2 separate regions of the Zea mays genome follow, and region 1 is linked to region 2. A link is a contact called in public Hi-C data. All regions are on one chromosome and are shown on one strand. Each heading gives the region's core, a stretch centred on a gene start, on an enhancer-like site or on the middle of the called end of the contact. The rest is flanking DNA. Distances are from core to core; before and after follow the strand shown. Region 1 holds the start of LOC100284289 (serine/threonine-protein kinase WNK4). Region 2 holds the start of LOC100283159.

Region 1 (4,291 bases), core at 371-2,870, 150 kb after region 2:
ACCAACTCGTTGTAGTTTTCACCAAACAGCTCTGGTGCCATGAACTCTAAGGTGCCTGTGTTTCAGGTTACATGTTACCGATAACCATATCAAGCTCACCACAGATCTCCTATGCTTCAGAAATATGTGGCAGCGTAGCCTGTAGAAAACCGTACCTTGTATACTCTGTGTTTTCCTCTGCTGCATCACCATTGCCAAACCGAAGTCTCCAATCTTAACTTTCCCATGGTTCCCATTGATGAAAATGTTGTCACACTTCAAGTCCCTGTGTATGATTGGTGGCTTCTGACTATGCAGATAGGCTAGCCCTGTCAGTATTTGTTTGGCCCATCGCCTCATTGCCTTCATGTCAACTTTCTTGTGCTTCGTACGGTACCTAACCACACCATAACATAGATCATGAAAGGGGATGGTGAAGCTAGCTACTTCTGTACAGCTGCTGTCCTTCTGAATGGAAAGGAAAAAAGAACCAACTTTGTATTTATTTTTGTCCCCTGAGAAGTGAAAACTAAAACTACCATTAGATTTTAAATTTGAAAAAAGAAAGAGTTGTTCAGATTTTGTTTGCCATTAGTAAATAACTGAACATTTACCTTGCCACAAAATAAGGTACTAGGCACAAATAATAAAAACAATCACACTCCATCGTAGCAGCACATATAGGGAGGGGTTATGTTATATTTACATACTCTCTCAAGTTGCCGGACGTGAAAAGCTCAGTGATTATATTGACCGCCCTCTTCTTGTTGTCGACCCATGAGGCGTAGAGCTTGAGAATGTGCTTGTGATGGAGCGACCGCAGCAGCTGGATCTCCGTCTTGAGCCGCTGGAGCTCCTTGGGGGATCCCATGGTCCGGCCGGTTATCTCCACTTTAGCCCATGCCACCTCGATGCCTTCGACCACGTCGAAACCTTTGTAGCTGCCAACCAAATCGATCACGTGAATCAACAAACACAAGCAAGAAGTTTTCACGTCATATTTTTAAAAAAACAAAAATAATCTGGTATTCAAGGTTGAATCTTTATGATTTCTCGAAAACTCAGCCTGAAATCCAGGAAACTAGTAATACTAATTACTGCATAAACTGCTGAGGAGAGGGAAGGGAGGTACACTGTCTTGAAGGCCCCTGATCCCACGACCTCCTTGTACTGCAATGCACGCACGAAACCGCTGAGATCAGGGAAAGATCTATAGTTTTCAGAATCAGACGAATAAACGCAGAAGCTCAGAATACAATCAAGATTCAACATTCAGGAAACTGAAAGCCCCCAGCGCCAACCCACCCGGCAACCCGACGAGACTTATCAACATGGCGGCATTAGCAGCAGAAGCGAAGGGACGGCGGTTGGGCGGCGCAGCACATACCCTGAAGTAGCGGCCAGTGGGGTCGACCTCGTCGACGTCGGGGTCGTCCACATCGTCGGGCGGCTCCGCCTGCTCGCCGCCGGACACATCCGGATCCGAAGCCATCGCGCCGGCGCGCTGCTCTGCCCGCGAGATCAGAAGTCGAGCCGGCGATGAATCGACGAGCCCTAGCAGGCTAAGGCGCTAACGCAGCGCGAAAGGCGGCGTGCGAACGCGAGTCTGGAGTTCCGGACTTTGAACTACCCTTGTGAGTTGTGACTCAAAATACAGTAAATACTCGTTCCAAGTTCCACGGGCACAGCGCCGCGGGTAGTTAGAACTTAGGAACGGGATCACGTGAGGCTGCATGTGGGCCCGGAGACATGGCGAGAATTACACCTGAGGATGGGCTATCGAATCGCACGAGGGCTGGAAACGAGTTGGTCTTGGCTCGAGTCGGCGTGGCTAGGTGACTTAGGGCCTGTTCGTTTCTGTTGGAAGGATTAATTCCAAATCTCCAAAACTTATAGTAGTTATTAAAGAAATCCAAGTCAGATTTATTCCACCTTCATTCCATGCGAAACAAACAGACCCTTAATAAATTTGGCTCGTCTATTCAATGACCTTTAGAACGAAGTTCGGCTCATGAGCTATACTTTGATAAATAATACTCTATTTATCTTAAAATATAATTCGTTTAAACTAATCATATATTCGTTAAATAACATATAAATGTAGGTTACATGTGTGTCTATATTTATTCTTATTTGATTGAATATGGACAGAAAAAAATGAACTAGAAAGAATTATATTTTGGACGGAGGGAGTATTACATATATAGTGACTTAATAGTATATAAATGTGAAAAATATAATTATCATTCATTATTATGAATAATCTAGATTATAAATTGTTATATTTTCATCATCAAAGGCTAATGAATGAGTTAGATATCTCTAATTTTTTTAATATTCAATACGTTGATTAATTTGGCATAGTTCGCGAGCCAACTCGTCTTGGCTCACTGGACTAACGAGCTTGAAAACCTGCATCGTCTCGCTTGAGGCTCGCGAGCCGCCTCAAGCCAAACTGAGCCAAGTCGGCCCAAGCTCGAGTTGGCTCGCCAGCCTCGAGCTTTTTTCCAGCCCTAATCCCACCAATACGGTGTACGCGGGCCATATTTTTTGATCCACAATAATCTATAAGTCGAATATAGGCCATAATTTTTATCTAAAATCTGACCCAAAATCAAAAAACTCGATCTAACCAAAAAATTTAACGCGTTTAGGCAGACACATGTCGACCCGACTCGACACAAGGCACGAGTCAAACACATGTCATGCCAAACAACTCACGATCTGGGAATTGATCATAGACCGTAGCTGTAACACCCCTGGTGTTACGAGAACTAAAACTTTGGCATGACATCATATGCATTAGTATTACATTATGTATGATACACCTAGGATGCATCCACTAGGCTATTTCAAAACCAACATGTGATGTGATGCTTGTGTGATGATCTGACTTGGTAAAAGGGATTCTTGACCCTAGGTTAGAATATCTCTCGTTAAGAATTAGAAACATGTGGCCTTGTAAGATGAGTACTAAAGGATGATCTTGACAAGTTGGTAGAAATGCTCAAGAAATATTATCTTGGAGAGCTTAAGTGCTACATGTATCCTAGAACACTCAAAACCCTAATCTGGAACCCTAAATAGTGCCCTATAGGGTGATTTCAGGTTCTATGCACTTTTAGTCAAAAGTGTATAAATCAAGATGATAGGGTAACAAAAGTTAAGCAACTTTCATGTTTGGGGATTTCCATATTTTGTGGTGAAACTTGGAGTAAATTGCAAAAAAGATCCATGAGCATCCTTGTTTTTTTTAAACTCTGAAAACAGTGTCAACAAGCCAACTTTAAGCCTCTGTATCTCTTGATCTATGAGGAGTTTGTTATGAGTCACCATAACAAAGATGTAGAGCTACTATAGTAGTACAAATTTGTGTAAGGAACCTAGCCCTAAAATTGTTTGGAGCTTAGTGTAAAACGTCTCCCAACTTGTGTTGTCATACTAGGGTAACACTGAAACTGAGAAACCAGTGACATTTCTCCAAGTTGGGAGCTAATTCGTGCCTGATTCATGGGGTTAAAGACTATGATCATTATAGCAAAGTTGTAGGTCTTGCATTGGAGATCAAATTCTTTATACCGAGTTGGACCTAGTGTTGTACAGAAATTAGAGTAAAACACCCCCAAAGTCGGGCTGTCAGGCGATTTCAAAATGGCATTCAGTATGTACAGTAAACTAAAAAGATCTCGGATTCATAGAACCTGCTGCCAGTGATCCCCGCGTCGCGATCCACGCTGGTGTTACGATTCATGCCCGATGGTGCGTGGATAACTACTAGAAGTAAAAAGATCGGAAGGGAGGTGGATATGGTCTCTAGCGTGAACTCATCGGCCGCACTCATTTGCTCTACGACGTGGCCGAGTGGCCGATGCTGTCGTGGCTGCCAGTGACCTCAATCGCGCCACGCCATAGGCCATCTTACCATGTCGTCGCAAGTCATGAAGAGTAGCCAATGATTGCCCTAGGACATTGCTCCATTGCGTGCCACGATGAACTTGCCTTAGTAAAAACATCTTGTCACCGCTGTGAGCCTAACTTCGTTCAAATCCGTGAGTAGCCGAGCCGATTCCTTTAAATTGAAGACTCTCCCTGCTCCACCCCCTTGTTACGAACCCAACGCAACCCCGACCGCATCCTACCATCCACCATAGCTCACAAATTTTGGAATTCTCTGAAATCGGTCATGGGCGTCGTCGTGATGAGTCTCGTCGTGGCCAAATCTTCTCATGTGAGTTTATACTTCTCTAGTTCTTGTTCTGGCATCCCTTTGATTCTTGGTTGCTCATTGACCTGGTAAATCGAACTATACTTT
Region 2 (4,152 bases), core at 1,483-3,982:
AGGTGCTCTCAACTGTCCGGTGCGCCAGTGCGCAGAAAGTTGCCTGTAACGGCTAGTTGGTGGGTGAGGGCTATTTATACCCCTTCCACCCACCATATTCAATGTCTTGCACTCCACATTTATTCCAGCACATTGCTAGAGCATTGCAAGCACCAAAAGCCTAGTGAGAAGATTAGAGAATCTTAATCCGCGTTTGTTCCTCATTAGCGCTAGCGAGAGCCACCTAGAGCACACACCACTTGCATTAGGCTTCTCTTGGTCAAGCGAAAGTCTACGGCTTGTTACTCTTGGTGATCGGCATCACCTAGACGGCTTGGTGGCGTTGGGAGCTCGGTGATCACCGTGAAGATCTTGTTGGTGACCCGACTCAAGTTTGTAAGCGGTCTCGAGGGATCTACCGCGCCGGAGTGGCAAAGGATCATCTCGTAGTGAGCACTTGGTTCTTGCGAGGACCAAGGGGGAGCGATACCCTTGCGCGGGTGCTCCAACGAGGTCTAGTGGAGAGTGCCGACTCTTCGATACCTCGGAAAAAATTGGAGGAGTCTTCTAAACCTTGCTTTACATTCCGCATTTAATTCAAGCACTTTACATTGTGTATTTGTTTAGCAAGTATTTGAAGTATTGTCTTAGCATTGTTGCATTTCTAGTATTATATTCTTAGTGCTAGTTGTTGGGGTGAAGTTGGGCTCTTGCTTAGCACTTGTTTAGGTTTTAATTAGTGTTGATTTTTAGAGAAGCCCAATTCACCCCCCTCTTGGGCATCGTGATCCTTTCAAATTCGATCCAAAGTGACAAAGGGGCCACGAAATTGCCCCTCGACATGGCCCTACCCAATCATTCTATGCTAATCGGGGAAGGCCTAACCCCACAGGAGGAATCCAGCTTGCTCGATTGCCTGCACCGAAATAAAGGTTGAGGATGATGTAGAAAACAAGGATATGACACTAATATGGAGTGTATTATATTTAAGTCACTTCATGGCATTTTTCTATAGATTTTTTAAAAATTTGTAAAATAGGGCACTGTTGAGACTATTTTAGAGTTGAGCTCTATATTTTAAGATGGAGCTTTGATTTAAGGTACCGTTGTAGATGCTCTAAGGCCCCTCCTGTCCTCCCCTAAAAAGGTGAATTATAGAAAGTTGATCCCCATGTCCATGTGTATTTCTCACCAATTCTGGAAAGTAAGCTGAATACATGGTTCTGAAAATCCTGGAGTTCATTCCTTAAAATTGAAAAACGCAACTTCTTCACTTTGGAGACATAATAATGGTTGGAACACTTGCATACATGCATACATAAACCATCCTTTTAGTGAGTATATAACTATATATACCAATTTATTAAACACACATGCACACTGTTCTTAAAGGAAAAAACACACACACAGATCCACACGCCAAAGCATTCAACATGTAGGTGATGAGCTGGCCGCCGGCTGAGGAAGCTGGATTATATTTCAGGGGTATAGCTCGATGATTGATCGAACACCTAAAACTGGTATGATTATGTAGTCACTGAAACCAGCTTCAAAGATGACGTTCCTCCATTCCTGCTCATCTCTCTCAAGGCCGTTGACGATCATAAAGAAGAGATCAGACATGACCTGTGTCTCTTTGTTCTTAAGGTTTGGAGGCCCTGCACCAACCACGGTATCTACTATTATCACCTTGCCGCCTGCATCTCGTGGAGGTATAGCTTTCTTGCAGTTCTTTAGTATCGTGACACACTCAGTGTCACCCCAGTCGTGCATGATCCACTGGAATAAGAAATCAGAAGGCAGTGTTAACTCCTGGTTAGTGTCAACTCTTGGGCTAAAAAACAGAAATGCATGTCCATATCAAACAAGTAGAAGACATATATATATACCTTGAGGAAGACAGCATTCGCTGGCGGAATGGCCTCAAACATGTCGCCAGCAACGAAGCTGAGCCCAGCGCAAGCGGGAGCGGTTGCGACCACGTGTGCAAGGTCCAGCACGGTGCACTGTATGGCAGGGAACGCCGCAGAGATGGCCTGCGCCGCCGCGCCATGGCCGCCGCCAACGTCGACCAGGGAGCGTATCCCCTGAAACACGTCGCCGCACTCCCTGACGGCGATGTCCATGAGGAAGCGGGTATCCGCGACCATCCCGGCGTTGAAGAGCTGGCTCACGGACGGGTCGTGGCCGACGACGTCCCACACGTTCTTCCGGTGGGACAGCTCGAAGAGCGGCAGGTCTGTGGCCGGCAGCGCGCTCTCGAACCACGTGCCGAGGTCAAGGAACGGGGCCACGAAGACGTTGTTAAGGATGAGGCTCAGTGTTGGAGCCAAGTTCTGTGACGAGCCGACAAGAAGTCGGGAGGCCGGAGTGAGGCCGTAGACGTGCTGATCGCCGTCATCGTCGGACGAGTTCTTGGCGACGCTGAAGATGCCGGCGACTGTGAGCGCGCGCATGAGCCTGCGCAGGCACGGTGTCTTGGACGGGTGGAGCGCGGCCTTGGTGGCTATCTGGGTGAGCGTGGCGGTGCCGCCGTGGCAGTGGATGGCGTCGGCGATGCCGAGCTCCAGCGCCGACTTGAACGCCATGGACTTGATGAACGCGAACGTGCTGTGCCAGAGCTCGAGCTGAGCGTCGAGCAGCGCCTGCTGATCGTTGTTGCAGCGTTGCTCCATGATGGAACCCATGGCGTATTGGTGTCGGTGCGTGGCGCTGCTATTAGCTTATTATTATATAATGTACCCTACGTTGAATATATAGCATGTAGGCTAGCTACATCTCTATATATAGGCTCATGTTTTGACAGCAGCCGTAGAACTGTACTTTTCCCTTCATCTCTGTATTCAAAAAAGTGCAGAACATCTACCACTTGATGAATTGAGACAAGGCGTCTGTCGCTTTGCGCTTTTCCATAGCTGGCGAGCAAGAAAGATATGGCGACTGGTGACCCATCCGTGTCATCTCAGCACCTAGCTAATAATACCATGAAAATCAGATTAAGATGTCACACTCAGCAGGTGTTTCTTACTTCAGCATGTGAAGTCATTTTCTTTCCCGCCCCCATGAATCCCGTTTTCATTTCTAGTCCCTAGTCTGTCCAATTATAATTTTGCACTAGTATAGAAAAGATCTGTAGAGGGCAGGGACATGTTTTTTTTTTTTGCTTAACTGACAACAGCATTTATAGAGCTCACCAGCGGCTCCAATGAAATTAGTAGCTTCTGGAAATACATTTTTCAAAGATGTGGCTCTAATTTAAAGATGTCTTTAGATCCATTTATAATAATATAAATAATAGCTGCGAGACGCCCCGCCAAAGAGAGCTTTATGAGAAACGTAGCCTAAAAAAGAGAGCTTCCATCCCTTAATTTTAGTACCGGGTTTCGTAGAGACCGGTAAAAAAATAATGGGAGGAAATCATGTTAACGGTTTCTTCTTTTGGTTTTAACACAAAAATCTCCTGTTGTTGGCGGCTACACCCGGTACTAATGTTAAGGCTTTAGTGTCGATTGAATCCACTAACAGATACTAATACCTTTAATACTAGTTTAAACCACAAATCGATACTAAAAGCTGAGTTTTAGTACAAGTGTGGAGAATGAACCGATACTAATATGTACCCTATATATGCCACTATATGTGTACACGCCTTCAAAGAACCTCCTGCTTCACCTCTCCATAGCGTCACCGCCACTCTATAGCCCATAGTGATCTTCCTTGCCTTCACCCTAGGACTCCAAGCAACTAGCCACCTTCGTCCAAGGACTCTATGCAGTCGCCTTCGTCAAAGGGTTGCTGGTAAGATTACTAACGACTTTGGATTGTGGTAAGGTTACTTAGCCACTCTACTTGTTAATTAGTTGTAAGAAGGACGTCAATAAGGTTGGCCTGATCATGCGACCTGGTTGGTCTATATGTATGTGGTGGGGTTTCTAAAGTCGGTTGTTTTCATGACCTATGCAATAGGGTAAAGCCCATATTTGCCAGTGATTTTGATGATCTAGATTATTGTGCAAGTTTGTATTTATGATTCTCGTATAATATTTGTCCATAACGTATACCTGTATTTTGGATATATGTTGTACACGTTATTTAGTGAAATGCTTCTTTCATTTTAGATCAATATGTCGTACATATTGTGCCTTACAAAATATTTAGTGAAATATCTCATTT

Evidence for each region. Hi-C and Micro-C count contacts between places; a contact is called where the count stands out from the background.
Region 1: a contact with region 2 is called in a Hi-C map of leaf, with 4 times the contacts expected there. The contact joins the promoter of LOC100284289 here to the promoter of LOC100283159 in region 2. A contact is called at or near these places in 3 of 25 Hi-C or Micro-C datasets (ear, leaf and tassel).

Annotation. Positions count from the first base shown.
Region 1 is chr4:220,022,302-220,026,592 of Zm-B73-REFERENCE-NAM-5.0, forward strand. LOC100284289 (serine/threonine-protein kinase WNK4) reads right to left here and starts at 1,621. Exons shown (of 7, transcript NM_001398974.1): 1 at 1,367-1,621; 2 at 1,112-1,149; 3 at 690-920; 4 at 156-376; 5 at 1-55. The coding sequence starts at 1,471.
Region 2 is chr4:219,874,201-219,878,352 of Zm-B73-REFERENCE-NAM-5.0, forward strand. LOC100283159 reads right to left here and starts at 2,733. Exons shown (of 2, transcript NM_001156061.2): 1 at 1,869-2,733; 2 at 1,196-1,758. The coding sequence starts at 2,666. The coding sequence ends at 1,459.